Regions from separate parts of the Danio rerio genome. Here region 2 is linked to region 1. A link is a contact called in public HiChIP or PLAC-seq data. All regions are on one chromosome and are shown on one strand. The core of a region is the stretch at or near the end of the contact, and the rest is flanking DNA. Distances in the headings are between cores, read along the strand shown.

Region 1 (6,071 bases), core at 761-3,260:
TATTAAAAAAAAAAACTGTGTCATTGCAATAACAATATTTTTGGAAATTGGTTCATAACATGAGTTAAAACCCAACAGTCAACTTTATAAAATGAAATGAGTGTAGTTAACTCAAAATTTACTGAAAGTTAATACTACTCATTTGAAAAGAGTTTTGAGCTGTGTTGAAGGCAATGAGTTCATTAAGTGGTTTAGTATGTGTTGATTGAGCATTAATAATATACAACAGTTGTTTTGTGTTTCTCTTAAGTGATTGTGCTTGTTAACAGCAGGCGTACATCATTAATGCTCAATCAACACTTTTAATTATATCATTACTTCAATTTGAGTAAGTTCATAGTACTCATATATATTAGATTTTAAACTCAAATGGTTTGTAGCAATCGGTTTCCTCAAACGGTTTGAGTTGCCTTAACTTATTGGGTTTTACAGAATGTAATTGGTTTGAGTTCTCTTCATTTATTGGCTTTTACAGTGCTCATATTGCTTTGTTTACTCAAGTGAATTAACTTCAAGGTACTCATTAGGATTAGTTTTTTTTAACTTAAATGGTTTGTTGCAATCGATTTCCTCAAACGGTTTGAGTTCCTCTAACTTACTGGGTTTTACAGTGCAGCAGTGTTTGTTTTTGAAATGAGCTAAACAATGCTGTTTTGAACTTTGTTCATCAAATAATTCTAAAGATTCTAAAATTAGTCAATTATAGTCAATCAATTACAGAAAAAAATATAAAAGTGCTATTTTAAATTGTAATATCTCACAATTGTACTGATTTCACTGTATTTTCAAGCAAGTTTCCGGGGAGAGAATAAAACAACTCATAGATTTATATTAAGAAAATACAAATAAATACAAGTTAATAAATTAAAAATATAAATGACTAACCCCAAACTGTACATTTATTCAAACTACATTTTATAAAACATATAATAAATCTGTACACAACACACTGCTACACTGTAAAACCCAACAGTCAACTTCATCAAATGAAATGAGTATAGTCAATTTACTGAGTCAATTGTACTTATTTGAAAAGAGTTTTGAACTCAGTGTTGAAGGTAATGAGTTAATTAAATACCTCATTACTTCAACTTTAATGGAGCAAGTTCACAGTACTCATATAGATTAGTTTATTAACTCAAATGGTTTGTTGCAATCGGTTTCCTCAAATGGTTTGAGTTTGGCATTGGCAAATGGTTTGACTTAATTGGTTGGGTTTTACAGTGCTCGGTTTGTTTGAGTTCTCTTCATTTATTGGGTTTTACTGTGCTCAAATTGCTTAATTTACTCAAATTAGTATTAGTTTTTGAACTTAGGGTTTGTTGCAATCAGTTTCCTCAAATAATTTGAGTTACCTTTTCTTTTTGGGTTTTACAGTGTATGTGCAACACTGTAATTGTTGGTATACATTTGTTTGTAAAATAAGACATATTTCTTATGAATTATTTAATCAATTAAGATGCTAATGAGTATTTAAACTAATCTGGTGTCAAAACAAATTAGAGCATGTTTGTGTGTTTGTTCCCCTATAGAGCTTGTGTGCGCAAGAGGTGTGGAAGAAATCACTACTTAAATCAGGCCTTTCTAACAAGTGTGAGAGAAACTCCACTCCACACATCCATAACACAAACCGCAGAGCACCAGCGTAAAAGAAAGGCACAACTAAAAACGAGCAAATTCCCCCCCAAAAAAAAATAAATAAAACCATTGAAAAAAAAGTGAAAATAAGTGTTCTGGGGATATAGATGCAGAAAAAGAGAATCCGGTCAACTTTCCTGTGTGGGTGTTCATTTGATATTTTACAGACAATGTTCCTTTAAAAAGCCAGCACCTGGAAATCCCATTAGATGTGCATATAAAATCCCCCATGATTAATAGTATATGAGGCAGGGCTGGGTTTTGGGGGGCACCAACATGTGGAACCCAGGACTCCTCCTCTGCAAGCTCACGTTACACTCCATAAACTTGCTACTCTTTCCCACCTAAGCGTTTAAAAAGGAGGAGGGATCGCTTGTCAGGAATGTCTCCGAGCTGTGAAAAGAGTGTGTAGAGCTGCGAGTGGATGTAGTGGGTCAGCCTGCACACCAAATGAGAGACTGAGAGCTGATGTGTTATGCCAAGGAAAGGCCGCATCAGGAAGGTCTTTGATTTCCTAGTTGTTCTGCAAAGGAGGCACATGCTGAAGTGGATATTTCCCAACAAGCTGCATCCTTAAGGACTCCACTAATTCTTCAGTATGGAACAGTCAGCCAGCAGTTGCATGCGGAGCCCTCATACGGGTGGCGCTTTATGGGGATGCGTCAGGAGTCCTCATTCAGGTGGCTCCGGAGCCGGGATTCAGCCTTACCAGCAGGCCCCGTTTGCTCTGCACCAGAAGCATGACTTCCTGGCCTACACAGACTTCTCCAGCTCCTGCCTGGTGCCAGCGCCACATGCGTACCCTCGGGAGGACAGACTCTATCCGGAGACGCACAGCGGGTACCAGAGGACAGAGTGGCAGTTCTCTCCATGCGAGCCCAGAGGCAGAGGGCAAGAGCCGTGCCAGGGGGCGGCTGAGGCAGTGGGAGCTGAAATGGACAGTGCAGGGGGAGACAGGCTGGCTGGAGCAGTCACTGGGTGTCTCGAGGGAGACTATTCACCTCAAAGTGTGCCTGCAGTCGACACTGAAAAAAAAAGCTCCAAGCGGAAAAGAGAAGTCACAGGTGAGTCACTGTAGGCAAGAACAAATGAGATATGATGACTGGAGGTATTCAGTCATAGTCATGTGGTTGTTTTTTTTTTTTTTTGAGAAATGTGCAAGTTACTTGATATCAAAAATAACATTAGTTGGTTTGAGTAGATCTGGTTGAGAACATCCTTGCTGAGGTTATAGTGAGAATGGTCAATGTTTATTCAAAAAGATTGATGTCATTTCAAACCTGAATGATATTTTTTTTTTTTGCAGAGCACTCAATTCTATCAGTCATTAATATTTCTCTATATATTTAAAGTCAATGGGGTCCTAGTGATTTTAATTTTAAGTATGTGTGTTTCACAATAATAATAATAATAATAATAATAATAATAATAATAATAATAATAATAATAATAATAATAAAATCAAATAATAATAATAGTTTTAAGGGCATCCACTGTGTAAAACATGTGCTGGGTAAGTTGGTGATTCATTTCGCTGTGTTGACCCCTAATTAATAAAGGGACTAAGCTGAAAAGAAAATGAATTAATGAATTAATAATAATGATAATAATAATAATACTAATAATGGTATATATAATAATAATAATAATAATAATAAAGCTTTTGAATGATATGAGGGTAAGTGATGATAGAACTGAATAGGATTAAGTGTCTTTAAATAAGTAATAGACTTTTATTACAGGTATTCTATTTAAAACTCCTCACAGCAAGCGTGCACTAGAAGGATGACCCTTAACATATTGTTTTCTGCATATTATTCTGCTGTTGCTTCCTTCCATTGTTGGAGGCTCTTAGGTAAAGTTCCACTTTAAAGTGTTTGCTATTGTTTTTAAATCACCTTTTTGGCGTTCTGTAATATCTGTGCCATTTTCTCAACCCAAATCGGATTTTCTACAACATTTATTTTGATTATAGAAGATCGGAAATGTTATTGATCAGATTTAATGGTGATGAATGTATTTGAGCTGGAGTTCTATGTGTAATATGTATTATTGATATAAATAAAAATTTGAAGATTCATCTAAATAGAAATTCATGCCAGCATCTTCTGTTCCTAGTATCAGAAATGTACAGAAATGATTGATCTTAAAGTTTTTATTTTTATTATAATTACCTTAATGTCACTGTACTCTCTGTATCAAACTAGTTTAAGCCACCACAACAAAGATTTCAAGACTGAAACTTCCTATTCACCCATTTTACTATCTTAAATGTAGTTTCCGGCAAGTCTTACAGTGTCTGGCTGATTATGAAGATTTGATTAAGTCTACATCATTTTAATAATGAACACTAGCCATATTTTCAATTTCACGTTATTCCAGGAGAAGGAAAAGTGAACCTCAGTGTTTGTGGCACATCTGGTGCATTAATTTAATCTCTCAGCCCTGCTGTGGAAACTGAGACACTTTGCTTTTCTGGGATCAGGAAAAATTTCTTAAAGATAAATAACTTTCCCCAATTGTGCTTTCGATTGGATTGGCTAAAACAGCAGGACAATATATAGGTTATGAGTGGCATGTAAAAATGATTAGTTCGAATACATCATCAGGCCCTCTACTATAACAATGCATCCAGGCCTTATAGTCTAATGTGGGGAATAAATATACCCTTTCCTTCTCAAAGTTACCTTAATGTAACCCTACATCACTTGCGGTCGAAACAAGCCAGACCACGTCTGTAATATAACTTGCCTGCGATCCCACTTCTACATTCTTATCCATTGACATTTTCCTGTTGTTAAGCAGTAACAGGATCTCCACCGAACACACTCTCTATTTGACTGGAGAGAAATTCACCATCGTGAAAATATTCATCACTGTGGCTCAGGTTTTCTGTGTGCCTTACTTGTAGAGAAGCTGTATGATGTGTAAATGATGGAACAATACTAGGTGCAAATGTTTTGGCAGAATATGATAATCAAATCTGGTAGTGATTATGTTTTTACTTCATTTTATTTTGTGTTTTTTTACCTGAAATGACAAGCGGACGCTCAATGATTGCATGAAATTGTAAACAGATGTGAAATTCACTCTAAATGAATTCTGAATCACGAAGGATGTGCTCATCATTTTTTCTTTCCTTCATCACAGGTTTGCTTCAGTTTAGGGAAGTAAAATTATACAGTCTTTTTACTGCTCCTCTGTCAAATGTGTGGATTTAAGCTTCGTATACTGCATCCTGACCATTTTTAGAAACAAAAAAAGTTTACATAAAACATAAAATGACGCTTGACGACTAATTTTGACTTCATGTATACAAATGACTTTAGCGCCTTCTACAAAAAAAAATGCCAAATGCCCACCAGACACCCCATCGGGGAGAAAGGTCGCTGCTTAAATGTTTATGGGCTTTTGCTGGGGAAATTTATTGGAGTCTGTTTTTTTGGAGCACGCACATACACACAGTGCCAGGTGTTTCTCCCCGAACCTGCCACCACCTTTCCATTTACTACCCTCAGCAGTGTATTTAAATGAACAGGACTTTAATGACGATAATAATGCGCTTTCTAAAAGGAACAGAGGCTACAGGTTGCCATATGTGAGAAAATACTTGTCTCACTTTCCCACTCACATCTGGCAGTCCTGTCCATTTCATAGTCTCGCCAGGAACATGAATTCACACACTGACAAATTAAAGTCACGAGAAATTAAAGTTGACAGTATTTGCATCAGCTCTCTTTCAGTGCTACCTGTTCTAATTTATATATAGCACACAAGTGGGTCACAAGGTTGGAATAACTAATTAGACTTAAAGGGGTGGTTCACCCAAAAATGAAAATTCTGTCACTATTTACTCACTCTTTACTTGTTTTAAACGTCTATAAGTTCTTTCTTCTGTTAAACACAAATGAAGATATTTTGAAGAAAGCTGGATCCATTGACTTTCATTTGTTTTTCCTGCTAAAGCCAATGGTTAGGTTTTTTTTCAAAGTATAATCTTCAGTGTTTAACAGAACAACGAAACTGGTTTATAACTACTTAAGGGGGAGTAAATAGTGAGTAATTTTCATATTTTCAACCATCAATCATTTTTACATACAATTACGGGAGTGCGTTTTGAACGAAAATCTATATGACACGAATTCAGCCAGGCTGATCCAAGTCTTTGTTCTTTTGTTAGCGGATTTAACAATGTTCCGGTGCATTCCTTCCTAAGTTGAGTCCTCTGTGGTCAGCTGTGGGCCCGACAACCCCCAAACTCTCAGCATGCTTTAACTGGGGCTCAAACACCCTGTGATCTGAACTGAGCCCTGTGCAAATGTGTGCCCTGTGTGGCCCACAAAACGCCTTGTAACCGTGTTTTAATGCAGACAGAGTTTTAAACTTAACATGCATGAAACACACGCAGCTCCTGGGGGATCCAAACTTCAGCG
Region 2 (5,486 bases), core at 149-2,648, 130 kb after region 1:
GAATGAGACGAAGCAAATTGCCGATGAGTGAATCCTAAAAAAGACAGGTCATATGGGCTTAATTAGTCCCACAACTGCAACAAAGATTATGAAATATAATACAATAATATTATTTAATGATTAATTTATATCATTTACCGTGAAATCTGCTCCATTCTTAACCAGTGCTGACTTAAATCCATCAAAGGCTGTGTTTTTCTCAGCAAGACTGATTACAAACTCAGCTGGAATACATAAAAAGCAACGAACTGTTAACACAGATTTCTTTAGTGGTTTGTTAAATTTATCAAGTAAATTTAATTGCTGGTCCATTCTGCTGTGGTGACCCAGGATAAATCAGGGACTAACCTGAATTGAGGTAAGGTTGATTTTATATTAAGATATTTGAACGTTCTCCTTAATAATATAATTTCAGATTTTTTTTTTTTTGCAAATTCTAAATAGTGAAATCATATTAGCTGCCAATGACCATCAGACTACACCCATGTTCAGTCAAATAAATAGTGCTGTACTGATGTTGTTTTGAAGTCATACTGACATGGTACTTCAGACTGAATATTCAAAATACCATAGTAAACAATATCGGGAGCATGTCACAAGTTGTTACTGAAGGAATGTGTGAATATAAAACCAACTCTACTTCAATCTAAGCCGAAGGACATTCTGTGAGTGAGTGAATGTTTACTCCGAGTTAAAGAGATGGTTTACCCAAACAAATTAAATTTACTTGCCCTCCAGTGGTTCTAAACCTTTAAGAGTTTCTTCTGTTGAGCACAAAAGAAGATGTTTCGAAGAAAGCTATAAACCCGAAACAGTCCATTTTAGATTTTAGGAGAAACAAATATTGTGAAAGTCAATGGTTACAGTTGTCCAGCTTTCTTCAAAATATCATGTGTGTGCGTGCGTGTGTTCAACAGTACAAACTCACGAACATTTGACACAAGTAAAGAGTAAGAAAATGATGACAGGATTTTTGTTTTTGGCTGAATTATCTCTTCAAGACCTTACAGAACTCCAAAAGCAACACTGTTGTATTTTAAAATAAACAATCTGCAAAGTAGCTCTGAAAATAATAAACAAGCCCACATCACTGCCCATAACACGCTTCAAGTTATAATATAATACAGAATTAGACTGTAAAGTAACAACGTGTAACGACGTACAATCCTTGACTGTACTTGTGGAATGAGGCTAACCAGCTAACGTTAGTTACCAACGTGACACGGTCACGGTAGATTCATAAACTTACCAAGGTCCTTATCATTTATTCCCAAATGGTTGTCAAGTTCAGTACAAACTTTAGACACCAGAGACAAATATTCGAGCTTTTTGAGCTCGTCTTCTCCGATCTCTGCCATCTTCAGCAATGTTGTTGTTTTTCACCGGAAGAAAATGGCACTGCTATCGCTTGTCCGGTAACTTCTTATTCCGGGTTACATTACAATCGCCCTCTAACGGTCAAAGGAAATATTGCTAAATGATTTGTGTGTACATCTTTCATAATAAAATTATTTGTTGAAAAATACGGTAACACGCCAGGATTTGTTTATGATCACGAATTAACTACGTTAGGTAACATGCACAAGCACTGAACAACACACACACACACACACACACACACACACACACACACACACACAAATTAACCAGGGATTTGCAGCACTAACCTACTAACCATAGTTTGGCATCTTCGCTAAAACAGTTGTACTTTTAATCTTTCTAAGAGAGTTAGTTTATGATCCAATTAATGTTAACAAAGGAACCGTTAATTTTCCTTCGGCTTAATCCCTTCATCAGGGGTCACTACAGTGGAATGAACCCCCAACTTATCCAGCACGTGTTTTACACAATGGATGCCCTTCCAGCTGCAACCCAGTACAGGGAAAGATACACATTCATTTAGACACATATACTACGGTCAATTTAGTTTATTCAAATCTTTTTATTGTTTACAGGCATATTTGGATTGTGGGGGAAACCAGAGCACCCAGAGTAAATTGATCTAAAAGCCAATAAGCCATACATATTTTAACCACTTAAGAGTAAATAGTGAGAAATTTGAGGGGGAAAAAGGGTTACACACAAATCCTTTTGTTTTCCCAACCGTTAACCTAATTGTTTCAATTTAAGTGAATTGAACATAATACTATTAAGTTGTCCAAAAAAATCTCACAAAGTGTGTTGTTGCAGCTTATTTTAAATACAGCAGTAGTTTGAGCCAATTTTTTAAAGTACAGTCTAGGAGGAATTTGTTGCAGGAAAAAAAAAGTTTTACCGAAAATACAGTACACAATAGATATAGATATAAGTTAATCAAATAAGATGGTTTTAATTAAATTTCAGTTTGTTCAATTAAATTGCCCTAAATGTAATATATAAAAAATAAAAAGGATGTGTTTATTTCAGATTAGCCACCACTTTCTCTTCAAGAAGTAGCCTATTATGTGATTTGGGTTAAACAAACATATACATTTGTAAACTAAATAATAGCAATTCATAACAATAAAAAAGAAACAAGAGAGTACGCAAACGTGACAAAAACCAGTAAACTTTGATCTATTGGTTTAATGGTGGATTTAAAACAGATCTAGCGCGACATCTAGTGTTGTAAGTGTGAACTTCAGGTCATCCAATAACAGCTCCTGCGTGAATCCGCACCACGCGCAGGTCTGTGCGGATCTATGATGCTGATGAGACTGAGCTCCGCATGGTCAACATCACCGACCACCATCAAGCACATCTCACAGGCCAAGCTCTTCACCAGATCCCTGCGAAAAGACAACCATCATACTTTAACCAAGAACCGGTGCGCTCGACTACCACACGACTACTGGTTTGGCCAAAAGTCAGTACCTGTCAGTACCAGATTGTCCTGGGACAGCTTCAGGTAGGCGCTGACCTCTGACACCGTCGTGCGGTAGGCCAGTTGATTAATGTGTGAGCCCGTGTTTCCACAGCCGGTTATAAAACACTACAGGCTTCGTTAGCACTGCAGCTAACAGATCATGACTGAATGATTCAAACCCTAGTAAGCTGATGACGTCCACATATGCTTTCCATTGTACACATTTACGTTAATTAGGCTACATATTAAAAGATGAATGTCCTGATTAGCTTACAAAATTTTAGACAGTCCTTGTTTACACCCTGAACGTATGTTACTGTGAGCTTTTAACTGTTCCTCAAGTTTGTTTACAAATTAAAAACTGACATGCTTTTGCCTGAACTGCTTTGCTGGCTAGTTTAAGCAAGTCTTAGCCGGACAGACATTTGGAAAGTTTACCAGACTGAATTAAAACCAGGCTTGAACACCATTAAAAAGGTGGTTTAAGTTTGTTTTGTTTCAGCAAATATGCTTTAATTTGTATGCTTAAAAATAAACAGTGTAGATTTCATATGTATTTAGTTATGTATTTTATTTGTTTATTCATTTAATGATTTATTTATTTATGAATTTATTTATTTATTTATTTATAGTAATTCACTGGTTCCGTTTAAATTAAAGTTATCTGTAGTAGGGCTGGACAATATATCGTTTTAGCATCGATATTGCATGTGCATCCGCAATAGTCACATCGCAGAGATCTGCAATGTCGAGTCTGAATTATAGTTAACAAATTGTAGTTATTTACTGTATTTATACATAATTTATATGATTTATGCAACAACAAAAAAACCTTACTCAGAATTTTTGTCTTGTTTTGAGTTCAAATATCTACATTTTAAAGCAAAAACAAGATTATTTCACTTACCCCACTGGCAGATAATTTAGCTTGCTTAAAAAAACAAAAACAAAATAAACTCTTAATTTGGACTTATTTCTTCTGATGGTTAAAACCAAACAATATTTTGACTTGCTCTAAGAATATATTTGATATTTGGACTTAAATTAAAAAAAAAACATAAGAAAAGTATATTTTTTATTGTAATTAATCAATTTCTGTATCTGCATAGTGTTAGACTCCCCATTAAACTGTCAAATAGTGCTATTCAAACCATGTTGTGAAACTGTATTCACATTGCAATATTTATTACAGAAAAATAAATTATTGCACAATATCATATTTTTCCAATATCATGCAGCCCTAATCTATAGGAGCTTAGTGACACAGTCATAAAGCTTCATTAATGATTTGATTTACCAAAGCCATATTCTCTGATTGTTTTCAGGTTTTCTGGAGTGTTTTTCTTTAGCATGGCATCAGGAAGTGACAGTCCGGACAGACTAAAGACCCCAAAGTATACCAACCGCCTGAGTCAAGAAAAGTCCTCCTATCTTTTACAACATGCACACAACCCTGTGGACTGGTGAGGGTCTCTGAAATATTACATTGCACTGTATGATACAATGTCAATACCAACTCTTTGAAATTAAATGTATCGCTTCGGTGTCCTGGCCGAAGTCCCTCAATCGGTCCTTAAGATCATGGCCTCCCAATCATCCCCATCCTCTGAATTGGCTGTATCACTGTCTCTGCAATCTCCGAATAGCTGGTGTGTGGTGAGCGTACTGGCGTTGTTGTCCTGTGACTGCCTTTGCATCATCCAAGTGGATGCTGCACACTGGTGGTGGTGTGGAGAGACCCCCCTCATGACTGTGAAGCGCTTTGGGCGTATGGCCATTTACAATAAATGCGCTATATAAATACACATTACATTACATTCTGCTGCTTCTCTTTGACACCCTTCTGAAACACCACAACACCCCAATAAGGTGGCATGAGTTTTGAACTCTCAGACCTAACCGATAATATACTTAACACAAAACCGAGGCCTTGTTTGTCATTTGCCACGTAACTTTTACATCAACCACACAAGCCTTGAATAGAGGTTTCATATACCATGCTTTTTATTCTCAAATCTCAATGCCTCAGTTCAAATGCCACATCACTAGTGTAAAATGATCTTTAGATGAGCTTAAAATTACTCAGCTAATCATATTACTTTCATGTAATGACTTTAAATGTGCAGTTGGTGATTGTCTTCAGAAACATTTTAGTTGTGCTGGTGGAAAATCTCTTCACAGCCCAATATTAATGATTAAAATGAATGATCTAAATGTGTTTATATGTGTTATTATATTCTGGGTAAGGCATACAACTAAAAAAAATACATCTAATTAATTATTATCGGGCCAACATCTCCCATAATTTCGATAAGTAGCTCAAACTGTCTGTCAACAAATGCAGATTTGGGCCTTTGCTCATCTCTGTTCACGCATATCCGCCATTAGCGTGTGTACACGAGACAGTCACAGTCGCGTTTCAAATCAAATGCTGAATTGAAACATTTTAAACTCCTGAATCAATATTGGAGTTACTTTTGCATGCTGGAGGAAGGACAACACCATGGCTAAAGTATTTTTGTTAGACAGGTAATGTTCTGTTTTCAAACCATTTTAGCTTCACGCAGAGCTGATGCAGATGTTTTTGTTACAAATGTGTTACATGCACAGACGTGTTGTTCAGCCACTGAAATCTCCTGGT

Evidence for each region. HiChIP or PLAC-seq counts read pairs in DNA pulled down with a chosen protein or histone mark.
Region 2: an H3K4me3 HiChIP or PLAC-seq map of gastrula embryo shows a contact between it and region 1, with 6 times the contacts expected there. The contact joins the promoter of dhx8 here to the promoter of meox1 in region 1. A contact is called at or near these places in 3 of 18 Hi-C or Micro-C datasets (caudal fin, embryo and hematopoietic stem cells) and 2 of 4 datasets of contacts at active chromatin or transcription factors (embryo and gastrula embryo).

Annotation. Positions count from the first base shown.
Region 1 is chr12:29,302,830-29,308,900 of GRCz12tu, forward strand. meox1 (mesenchyme homeobox 1) reads left to right here and starts at 2,011. Exons shown (of 3, transcript NM_001002450.2): 1 at 2,011-2,702. The coding sequence starts at 2,237.
Region 2 is chr12:29,437,764-29,443,249 of GRCz12tu, forward strand. dhx8 (DEAH (Asp-Glu-Ala-His) box polypeptide 8) reads right to left here and starts at 1,399. Exons shown (of 23, transcript XM_021480343.3): 1 at 1,250-1,399; 2 at 139-224; 3 at 1-34. The coding sequence starts at 1,358. spata20 (spermatogenesis associated 20) reads left to right here and starts at 2,628. Exons shown (of 16, transcript XM_073918539.1): 1 at 2,628-2,887; 2 at 4,171-4,308. The coding sequence starts at 2,682.